2 separate regions of the Zea mays genome follow, and region 2 is linked to region 1. Evidence: chromatin contacts called from public Hi-C data. All regions are on one chromosome and are shown on one strand. Each heading gives the region's core, a stretch centred on a gene start, on an enhancer-like site or on the middle of the called end of the contact. The rest is flanking DNA. Distances are from core to core; before and after follow the strand shown. Region 1 holds the start of LOC100216896 (40S ribosomal protein S14). Region 2 has its middle 40 kb from the start of LOC103653592.

Evidence for each region. A called contact is a pair of places that touch in the nucleus more often than the background predicts.
Region 2: a Hi-C map of leaf shows a contact between it and region 1, with 4 times the contacts expected there. The contact joins the enhancer-like site here to the promoter of LOC100216896 in region 1. A contact is called at or near these places in 3 of 25 Hi-C or Micro-C datasets (ear, leaf and tassel).

What each region holds. Positions count from the first base shown.
Region 1 is chr4:113,208,753-113,214,622 of Zm-B73-REFERENCE-NAM-5.0, reverse strand. It overlaps LOC100216896 (40S ribosomal protein S14), which reads left to right and starts at 3,165. Exons shown (of 6, transcript NM_001143283.1): 1 at 3,165-3,199; 2 at 3,308-3,430; 3 at 3,522-3,567; 4 at 4,754-4,839; 5 at 4,911-5,040; 6 at 5,586-5,870. The coding sequence starts at 3,197. The coding sequence ends at 5,653.
Region 2 is chr4:113,425,998-113,431,867 of Zm-B73-REFERENCE-NAM-5.0, reverse strand. No RefSeq gene overlaps it. Among protein-coding and RNA genes, the nearest start is that of LOC103653592, 40 kb to the left of the region's middle. Within about 2 kb of position 2,722, at least 5 of the 20 cell types and tissues checked have an H3K27ac peak or open chromatin away from gene starts, as enhancers often do. A contact at or near this core is called in leaf, where this site is marked.

The DNA.
Region 1 (5,870 bases), core at 1,916-4,415:
GGACCATCCCGCAGGCGGCATGCCTGTCCATTCCATTGGCAGGCGGCACATCCATACCACCGCATGTACTACACTCATCATGACTCGCACGTTACTGAGGAAGCAGCGTGGCATATCAATACTATATGGACTACGGACATTATGGCGCTCGGAGATCACCCTGGCGTTATAGGCATTAGTTACTTCCTTCCATTTTGCCCCTGAGCCCACATGTCGGGGCTCAGTATCCTTGTATGTGCCTCCCTTGAGCTATAAAAGGGAAGGCACACAACGTTATAAGGCACACTCACTTAGACCCAACTTAGACTCTCACACACTCAAGCTTTCAAGCTCACAGATTCAATACAACACACAATGAAGTAGGGTATTACGCTCCGGCAGCCTGAACCACTCTAAAACCCTTGTGTGTTCTTGTGTTCACTCGTGTCGTTGATCATCTAGCAAACAGTCAAAATGCTTAGGCCCCTCCTCATCTTAGGATTTAGGGCGGGTGCGTTCCGCCACCCGGCCGGAGAATTTCCTCTCCGACAGAACTGTTTACCATTCCTTGATTACCTATTTTATTAAAAGATTTTCTGATGCTTAGTCTTGCTTTAGAAAAACAAAAGGTTTTGTTTAACACCAAAGATGATGCTTCAGATGGACTGGTATGTTTTCAAAAATAAAACTTGATGGTGGATCCATCAGGGCCGTGATGGGTTCAACATCGGACAAGATGTACCTCTGCCAGGTACCAAACTTTGGGAGTATAAATGATAAAGACGAGACCGGGCGGGTGACTTGCCCGAGAAGGAAGTCTCCATGTAGTGTCTCCGTCTGAGTCGATTAAGGACCGTATCAATGTGGGCCTGCTGACCGAGGACCCTTTAACTAGTCACATGCCTCGTCATGGGTAAGCTTTGCCTCGGACATACTAATACCAGAAAGGCCAACACACAATGGGAGTGGAGAGATGGCGAGAGTAGCGTGTACCCTCCGTGGCAAGAGGCTGGACGGTGGTGTATTTGTGCTCTCGGTTGGCGTGAACCCGGTCTGGTCTTAAGAAACCCAGTGGCGAGTTGACATATGCAAGGGTTAAATGCTACATATGTCGTGTGATTGGAGATCCCCAGCTGGGTATTAATCGATTCGGATCGCCGTTACTTCTCGAATATGAAGACTTGGTCACTGACTTACACGTAGCATTCCAGTAAACTTAAGGGTTGATAAAAGACGGCTAGTGCAGGTCAAGTGCTTGAACTAGGGTAGAAAGAACTCTAGTTGCAGGTAATGACTCAACTTGATAATAAAACTGGATTTTAAGGATCCACTGTTAGTAAGCATTTCTGCAAATAGAGTCTTTGAACCTTGAATAGCCTTACCTTGACTCCCTCAAGCCAGCATATCCTTGAGAGACTTTTCTTTTGACGGGTAAGACTTGCGAAAGTACACTTCGTACTCAGGATTTTTGAACCCATGTTGTTGTAGGTGAGGAAACAACAGACTTTTGCTGTTTTTGTTCAAAGGTGGTACCCAAGGATGAGCCCCAGCAGTGAAGTCGGTCGCGGGAGGATGTTGGCCTCCCACTTTAAAAACAATGAACTTTTATGCGGGAGGGTGTTTTGTCTCCCGGGTCTGTAATAATAATACTTTATGCACTCATAGTACCCTAGTATTGCAATAATAATAATACTCTCTTTCTATAATTGAATGAATATAAATTAAGTTATTGTAATTTGCTTCCGCTTATTCTTTCCTCCGATGTGATGTAATATCTGCGTGACGGGTGAAGCGCTCTTGTGCGAAATGATGAAGATACAGTACCGAACTTGTCGAGTGATTATGTGCATCTACATGATTGTCTAAGATCCTTAGGACAAGGACAACTGTAGGTGGGCCTAATACCTTGGGAGGTTCCGTCACATCCGGTATGCACTGGACATGTCTGGTGCACCAGGCGAGCAATAGATCTTGGCCCATGCCAACGGTCGGCTATGCGATTAGCACCGGTCACCTCAGCAGGCAATGTTTGGGAAAGGTCACCAGACAGTCTGGTGCACCCGCAGATAGAAGGCAACGAGGGCCTTCCAAATGGGACTTCAACGGCTCCTAGGCCCCTTGAGGCTATAAAAGGGACCCTTAGGCGCATGGAGCAGTACACCAAGCATACTTTGAGCACACTACAACTCAGAGACTTTGTGACCACGCCTTCGAAGTGTTCTAGAGAGATTTAAGCGCATTTTCTGAGTTGTTGAACTGCCATTTTTTTGTTGCGCTATCTTCTTGCATTTGTGCATGTTGTTGCATCGTTGTGCTCTTGTGTGTGTATTCTATTCTGTCCCTTACTCCTGTTTTGATTGTGATAACTTGTGTAAGGCGTGAGAGACTCTAACTTGTGGAGGTTTCTCATAACCGGGATATTGTGAAACATAAGAAAGAACCTTGGTATTCAAGTTTGATCTTTGGATCAATTGAGAGGGGTTTGATTGCAATTCTCGTCCATTGGGACGCCACAACATGGAGGAGGCAATCATATTACGCTTGACGGAACCACGAGATACAAAGTGTCGTGTCTCTTGTGCCATTTACTTCTTTGTAATTTCTATCTCTTCATCGTTCCAATTATTCACTTGCGATATTGCTCTAAGTTTAAATTAAATCTTAATAGAGCAATCAAGTGAAAGGAAAATCTCTCTTTTCTCTATTCTCAAACTTGGTTTTCATTTTTTTCTAACTCACATTTTAGAACAAGTTTGTGTGGTTTGAGTTAAATTTTGTAGGATCACCTATTCACGCCCCTCTAGGTGCTCAGTCATCCGAGAGTTGGTCATCCGGTCCGTCTTGCAGAGTTAGTAGGCGGAGTGGGACGTTTTAAAGGGCCTATTTCGGGTACCCGCAACCTAAGTACTCGACAAGTACTCTATTTTCTATTTGTCGTATTTTAGTTTAAAAATAAACAGCGGACAATAAATATTCGAGAATAAAGATAGTATTATTGAAAAAAAGAAGATAGAATATTTAAGAGTCGCTATAATATTATTGAATAAATAAAAATTTGACTAGACATGATTAGAAAACTATCTACAAAAGGCCCATGGCCACGCATGGCCCAAAAGGCCCATGGCCACGCATGATCAACTGCTACTTATAGAGGCAGCGTACCCTCTTCCGCCGCTGTCCTCCCTAGCAAACCTAACGTACCCTCTTCCGCGCCGCCATGGTATGTAGCTTTGCCATCTCTACCTTTGCGTCCTCTATCAGATTTCAAAGCGAGCTCGTCATGACCGCTGTATTGCTGTTTTTGCGCCGATGGTCCGATGCTGTGCAGTCTGGGAGGAAGAAGACGCGGGAGCCCAAGGAGGAGAACGTGACGCTTGGCCCCGCTGTCCGCGAGGGAGAACACGTCTTTGGCGTTGCGCACATCTTCGCCTCCTTCAACGACACTTTCATCGTAAGACGCAGCAATCCCCGATTCGATTCCCATCCAATTCTGGGCTAAGGATAAGATCGAAACTTATGTGTATTTTTGTGTGGTGTTGCAGCATGTGACGGATCTGTCTGGAAGGGAGACGCTCGTCCGCATCACTGGTACTTAACTGTCTCACGTTACTTTTGCAAGTCCCTATGCTACTGAGATTATTGTCTGATTGCATGACATTGATATTGCTGGGTATTGACTACCATTGCAACGACAATGGTAATGTTGGTTTGCTTATTTACTATCATAGGCGCTTTCCTTGTAAAGAGATGTAGCTGTAGCTGATCTATGGTACTGAGGTTACTCTTCGATTGTGATGACATTATTTTTGCATATGCTTATTTGTGCTATTGGTTATTGACTGGTTCTTTCTTTGTAAATAGATGTAGCTGTAATTGATGAATATGCTGCTTAGTTTATCTGGTCGAGCTTGCCATTCACTTATTCATTTTTTTCAGTTGCATAGTTCCCCTGGATATGATCTCTAATACCACATTCGATGGACTTGGTGCTCTAGCTTGGTTTATTTGTAATAGAAGGAATGCTATAATGCAATGTTTTGTTTGGTATTGATGGCTAGTTGTCTTTCTCAAGCACAGCCCTTAAGATTGCCTCCCATCATTCACTTGGGGGTGTTTCGAGTCATAGCTGTGCAAGATTGATAATGAGTGTCCAGAGAGTTTTTCTCTGGATCCTCTTTCTTCCTGTTTGTCTTAGGTGTCTTCATTTTGCTGATGTGTATCCTGTTGTGTTTGCTTAGTCTTAGTCAGTTGCTTTTTGCGCTGATTTTACTGAGTCATTCCTGCTGGGTACCATCAGTAAACTGAATGGAGTTGCCTATATCATGGAAGTGAACATGATTTCTGTTTATTGTGTTGTATCAACTGTTTATTTGTTTAGTTGTGTGCAATCCAGTTGCACTTTGTTTTACCAGTTACTTTAGGCTTCTATAATCTGGCGCTGTATCAAATATCAAATCAATTGAGAATAATATCTAACTGCAGATTTGCTGTCATTGTAGAATATTTGCTCTGACAGCTGAACGTATGGCTACTGTTAGATAGCCAACCTGTCACGGTGTCACCTGTTGTGATTTAGTTTATATAGATGCACATAATATGCCATTTGTTCTGTTATGAGCTTTCAGACAGCTATTTATTGTTTTTATACCAGTTTGAGTTAGATTCAAGCTAATGTATTGTTTTGTCTACCGGACTCTTTTAAGTTGCAAGTTTTTTTCCTAAGCACCCAGGACTTTCTTTTTACGAGAATTTGACAATTTTTTGCACTGTCTAGGTGGCATGAAGGTTAAAGCTGATCGTGATGAGTCCTCGCCTTATGCTGCTATGCTTGCCTCACAGGATGTCGCGCAAAGATGCAAGGTATTGTCTTACTGTGGAAAATTACATTTGTTATCGGTAAGTTAGTTCAGTTTCTTATTTTCTCTTTGCAGGAGCTTGGAATTACTGCATTGCACATTAAGCTCCGTGCTACTGGTGGAAACAAGACCAAAACCCCTGGCCCTGGTGCTCAGTCTGCTCTTAGAGCTCTTGCTCGATCTGGCATGAAGATAGGCCGTATTGGTAAGCATGCTGACATATGAATTTTCCCTTTTGCATCTCTCGTTTATCTGTGCTAGATTTAAAAAGGTCCATATGTCTTCTGCTGTATATTATGCAGAACCAAGCTAAGTATTGCCTTAGTCTTGCCTAGTATTTTGGGGCTAATGGGTAAACCTGTACATGCCATGCTTGGCAAGGGACAAAGCTTCGGCTTGAGCAGCTATGGATAAGTTAAAATATTATCTGGCTATTGTTCTATAGTCTGGCCAACTGGCTGTTGGCATCATTGAACCAAACCCAGAGGGAGCCATGACTGTAGTCCTCAAGTTAAAATAAATTCGCTGATTTTAGATATCATACATGAACTGTTGAATGTACTGTGCATATACTTGTTTGAAAAAAAGGCTTTATGACAAATGAAACTTTACCATGGTTGCTAGAAATATTTATAAGAATGTAGTTATCTTGCTTTGGGAAGTTATGGCATCAAAATTTACCGTGGTTTCTAGAAGTATTGGTAGAATGTTGTATTTCTCTTGCATAACCTGGGATTTCATTGTGTACAGAGGATGTTACTCCAGTCCCCACAGACAGCACACGCAGAAAGGGTGGTAGAAGAGGAAGGAGGCTGTAATTTCGAGTCCTGACGTGGTGCCCTGTCAGATGTAGCAGTTCAAGTCTGTCTGCATCTAATATACTGAGTTATTAGGTTTTGTATCGATTGAAGTTTTGAGTGAACTCTTGAATGCTTACCAATACTCATTCTTGACATGGCATACAACATAGCAGCACAATTACAAGAGGCCCTACTGACTGTTTGTCTGTGTTTGATCGGTACTGGGGAGCGGTGT
Region 2 (5,870 bases), core at 1,473-3,972, 220 kb before region 1:
AATTTGCTAGGGGTCCATATATCAAAGTTGTAGAGTTTGGAGAGTTGAACAACTTTCATGTATGAAAAACTCCATGTTTTAGAGGAAAAGTTGGAGTAAAATGCTTAATTTAATTTTGAATCAGATTTGAAGTTTGCTGAAAATAATATCAACTAGTTGTTTTTGGGTCCTCATAACTTTTGATCTATAAACAGTTTGAAGGTGGACATTATAATAAGGTTGTATAGCTACACTAGGGATACAAATTTGCTTAGACAAGTTGTCCCTAAAACCATGTGAAACTGGGTGTAAAACTAGTCCAAAATGGGGTGTAATACTTGTGGAGTTTCAGACTTAGTGCAGTCTCTGAAACTGAAGATTTTATATTCTGAAGCAACCTTGGAGGCCTGTTAGTGGCTGATACATACGGCTATGGGTTAAAGTTTATGTACCAAAGTGGAATACCACATGTTGGTGTATAAGTTTGGTTCAAGGTTATGCCCCTAAAGATGTATGGAACTGGGAGAAACAATGGCCCAAAGATGTAATTTGCTGTTCTGGATTTCAGACTTAGTGAAAAACCAGAACCTGAAACTGTGTGTTTTGGTGCAATTTGGAAACCCTTTTGAGTTTAATCTATAGAGTTGTGAGCCATACTCCTTGTGTCAAAGTTGAAGAGTGTATATCAGTGAACAAGTTCCTTTAGGGAAGGTTGGCTTGGTACTGCATAAAAAGTGGAGCAATAGCTGCTTAAAATAGGGGTTATCAGACTTCTAGATTTTTCAGATTTTGCAGTGTCTGAATTCTAAATCAGTGTTGGGAGTGCTGTTTGGGGAGCTTGTTCTGCTTAATCAATAAGGTTTTGGACTGAAGTTTTTGTAGAAAGTTTGAAGACCATATGTTAGTGAATAAGTGCCTTTAAGTATATTGGGCGTGATCCCACACCAAAAGTGAAGTAATGGCTGTCCAAAGTTGGACTTTCAGTCTGCGTTGACTGAAGGTTATTCAGTCAACTGTAGCTTTGGTCCAGTGTGATTTTCCAAATTTTTGGAGCTATTTTGTGACTAATCCTTGGAGTATTAAGCCATATCTTTATAAGCAGAGTTGAACAACATATATTAGTGTGCAAGTTTGATGTGGGGAGGTAGCTCTGTCCCTATGAAGAAATGGGAGCAAAAGAAAGATGAATCTGGCTCTGCAGTCGAACTGAAGAAGTTCAGCGCAGTTAGTGTAGTCTGAATTTTCAGACTGGAAATAGTATCTGGCATAGACTGAATTTCAGTGTTAATGATCAGTTTAGAGTTCCTGTGCAGCAAATCCCTGTGGTTTTGAATTGAGAGTTTTGTGGCAAAATGGGAGATCACGTATAGGTGAATAAATTCCTTTAAGCCATGGGAACCTGGTGCTGTATAAACTTAGGAGAAAAAGGAAGGCTAAGTTGATCCTACTATTGACCTGAACATGTTCAGACTTGAGTAAAAAGAAATCAATAGCAGAAATATTTCCATTCCCTAGTTTTTCTAGGGAGTTTTGGGGTGATCATGTGGGATATTTTTACTGTCCAGACGAGGGGGAAAACGGTGCAGAACTGGAACTCATCTAGAAACTGGTGACTCAGCTGTTGGTTTGTTGTGCTGTCAGTAAATGGAGCCCCATTCTTTTACCCTCTCAGCTCGGCAAGTAAAGATCTGCTTCAACCAGTCGCTGTGCTTGGGGTTACGTGGGGCATTTTACCGCCCAAGCGGAGGAGGTGTGGCAGACTGAAACTTATCCTGAAGGTGGTGACGCAGCTGATTGGAATTGCTGTCAAAGCCACATTAAACCACCACACCGTGTCCCTCTGTTCATGGATCCTGGGTGAAAGATAGTAGTGCAACCACGTGCCATAACTCTGTCTTTGTTGGAATTCCAGAGCCCTCTTTAACCGGCTCCTAGTGAACCCATCGTGCACACTATGTCTTGCTTGGAGTATTGGGTCTGAAACCATTCCTGCCTCTCTCCCATTACTTCGATTCTGGTCATTTGAAACTCAATAACTGATGTTCTATGACCATTCCAACTCTCTACTAAACATCACAGGGGTTTCCCAGTCCTATATCATTGGTTGCCTTGGACGTGGTGACCACGCCGAGCCTTTTCATCCTTTCATCGTGGTTAGCTGCTTCAAGGGTAAATTTCTTTTGCGCTATTTGTGTTCTATAGCCATTAAGTACTCGTAAAGCTCTCTGGCCGGGCCGTTTAAAGTTTCTCGTGGTGCAGTGCTTAGAACGGTATAGAATCTTTGGTGAATGCTGTTGTCTAGCATGTCCGCGTCGACCAGCGAGGCCAGTGTTCCCCAAGTCAATCAGTGTAAGAATCACATGTTAGATGTATTGTTGATGCTAGCTGCGGCATCGGATTAAACGCTACTGCCAAATGACCTTGGGCGTAGCTTAACCAAGGTTGCGCTCCTCCTGTCGTCGGATGTAGATGGGGTTCAGGGTCAGCACAGATCAATCCGGTTGAGGGGATTAGTCAACTAAGGCCAAAGTTGGTGCGGGAATGTTTATTTCCAATACAGTAGGTCACCTGTGGCGAACGCTTGTGCCATGGCCAGGTGCTCGACCTGGGTTACCACCGGAGGTGGGTAGAGGACCGGGACTCACAAATGAAGGAATAGAGGAGGGTCTCAGCGTAGATGTCAGTGAAACAAGAAACTAGGGCACCAGACTTTTGCGCTGTTAACTGATCTTACGAGGGGATGTTAGTATAAACTCCATATACGATCGTTGGCGGCCTGTGTGCTGCTGTTTTCCCTGTGTGCAGGGGCCGAGCCCATAAGTTTCAGCCATCACTGTTAAGTCATTTATCTTTTTCTTTTACCCGACAACAAATAGCTTACACTAGAAAATGTAGAAAAATGATAACATAGTGAAACAAATTTTTGAGAGTCCATGAAAACCTGTAGTTCCTGTAAAAAAATTAGCTATAGGATTTTTGTAGCAACTAGTAGATTTTTTATTTATTTAAAAGTACCTTTAAGAGGATTAAAATAATTTTAGAAATAAAACCGTAGGTCCAAAAACCATGAAAATTAGTGGGAAAATTATATACCTTTAAAATAGCTCCTGTTAAAAATCTTAGCCTGTTTAGTGTTGATTTACCTAGAGAACCACAAACTAGCTAGGTATATGTATTTAAAACCTTAACCTAGGTACTAATTTAGGGTTAAAACAAACTTGAATCATACCTAGTGTTAAACAGTAAATTGACTAACTAGAACTTGAATAATTCTATGATTTTTCTAAAGTAAGTTTAATATGATCCCTTAGATGAAGATTATACTACCCAGAAACATGAGTATAAATGTCATATGCTTAACTCAGAGTATGTAAGCCTTCCACCTCTCTTTAAATGAGAGTTTGCATAGCATCTCATTACATGAGCATTCATATACTTTGAATTGACTTGTAGAGCACCTTGAAGAAGAATTTGAAGTGGAAGTAGAAGGGGAGCTTGTTCCTTCATCTGAACCTTCTCCAACTGAGGTTGTCACCGAAGGTGCTCCGGAAGGTGCCCCATTTGGATTTGCTGCTAACTATAATATCCTAGTAGAAGAACCCGACTCTCCTCCTCACCAAGGCAAGCCCCAGTGCATTTGCCACCCTCCTTGTATTTACAAAATTTTATCACTTATATGATGCATTAGGTGATAGGAGTTGATTGATTAAACACTTGATGCATTACCATCCCTTGAAAGAATTGATTACCATACCTTGTCACCTGATTTATAAAAGCTAGAGATGCTTCATCATGCGATAGATTAAAAAAATTTGATCTATGACTCATAATTTCCAAAAGAAAATTGGCTTGGGATAATGAAGGAATCATATGCAGTGAGAAATTCAGTATCCAGGCATGGCCCCTCTGTCAGGTGCCAAATGTTTTGAGAAATAGCATAAGTAAACTTGAGGCCCGACGGTTGACTTGCACCAGAACGGAGTCTGGGTGTAGTGTCTCCGTCTGTGTCGATTAAGGACCGTACCGATTGTATGCCTGTTGATCTAGGACCTTTTAGCTAGCCACATACCTCATCATGGGTAAGCCTGAACCCGGCTATTCCATATGTGAAAGGACAACCGCGTACTGGGCGTGGGAGATGGTGGGAGTAGCAGTTATCCTCCTGGCAAGAGGCTGGATGGTAGGGTAATGTGCACCAGGGTAGCGCGCACCAGTTCATGTCGTGGAGGATACGCGGGAATGGTTGACATATGCAAGGGTTAAGTGCTACATATGTCGTGTGGTTGGAGATCCCCAGCTGGGTATTAATCGATTCGGATCGCCGTTACTTCTCGGTTATGAAGACTGGATCACTGCTCTGCATCGTAGTTAACAAGTATAACAAAGATTTAATTAAAAACAATCTAGTGTAGGCCAAGTGTATGATCTAGATTAGGCAAATCTAGATTCAGATTAGTAGATTAGAGTAACAACCTAACAAGTGAAGTAAAACTTGGCTTAAGGATCTACTTAGTAAGCTTTCTTTTCTGCAAAAAGAAGTCTTTGATAATTGATGAGCTTTTCCCTTGATTCGCAAAAGCTAGCATGCCCTTGAGAGTCTTTTCCTTAGTCGGGTAAGTCTTGCTGAGTAATTGCCTACTCATGGTTTTATTCCCTATGTTGTTGCAGGAAAGAATTTGATGACTTGGGCTTTATTAGTTGCTTCTTGTGGAGATCTTGAAGCTTAGGTTACTTATGTGTATCTTTTATGGAAAGGCTTCATCTTTCCAAGTATTGTAATTAAGTTATGCACTTTAAAGACTATCAGGACTTGTAAATATTATAACTCTTAGTGAAAGGGAATTAGACTTACACCTATTTCCTAAATGATTTTGGTGGTTGAATTGCCCAACGCAAATAAATTGAACTAACTAGTTTGCTCTAGTGCATAAGCTATACAGGTGCCAAAGGTTCACACTTAGCCAATAAAAAGACCAAGAGTTGGGCTCAACAAAGAGAGCAAGGGATAACCGAAGTGTGCCCTGGTCTGGCGCACCGGACTGTCTGGTGTGCCACCGGACAGTGTCCGGTGCACCAGGGGACTTCACGCTGAACTCCTCACCTTCGGGAAAATCCAGTGGCGCTCCGCTATAATTCACCGGATTGTCCGGTGCCCCAGGGAAGAGCGACTCTGGAACTCGCCCGCTTCAGGAATTTGCTCCGCTATAATTCACCGGACATGTCCGGTGTGCACCGGACTGTCCGGTGAGCCAGCGGAGCAACGGCTACTTCGCGCCAACGGTCACCTGCAGAAGCATTAAATGCGCGCCAGAGCGCGCAGAAGTCAGGCACGCGCGATGTGGCGCACCGGACACTCTACAGTGCATGTCCGGTGCGCCACCGGACATCCAGGAGGGCCCATCAGTAAGAGCTCCAACGGTCGGAACCCAATGGCCTGGTGACGTGGCTAGCGCACCGGACACTGTCCGGTGTGCACCGGACTGTCCGGTGCACCATGCGACAGACAGCCTCCACCAAACGGCTAGTTGGGTGGTTGGTGTTATAAATACCCCCAACCACCCCACATTCAAGTCATCCAAGTTTTTCCACTTCAACTACTTACAGGAGCTCTAGCATTCAATTCTAGACACACCCAAGAGATCAAATCTTCTCCAAACTCCACACAACGCCCTAGTGATTAGTGAGAGAGATTTGCTTGTGTTCTTTCAAGCTCTTGCGCTTGGATTGCTCTTCTTCTTTCTTTGATTCTTCATTGCGACCAAACTCACATGTAATTGAGGCAAGAGACACCAATCTTGTGGTGGTCCTTGTGGGAACTTTGTGTTCCAAGTGATTGAGAAGAAAAGCTCACTCGGTCCGAGGGACCGTTTGAGAGAGGGAAAGGGTTGAAA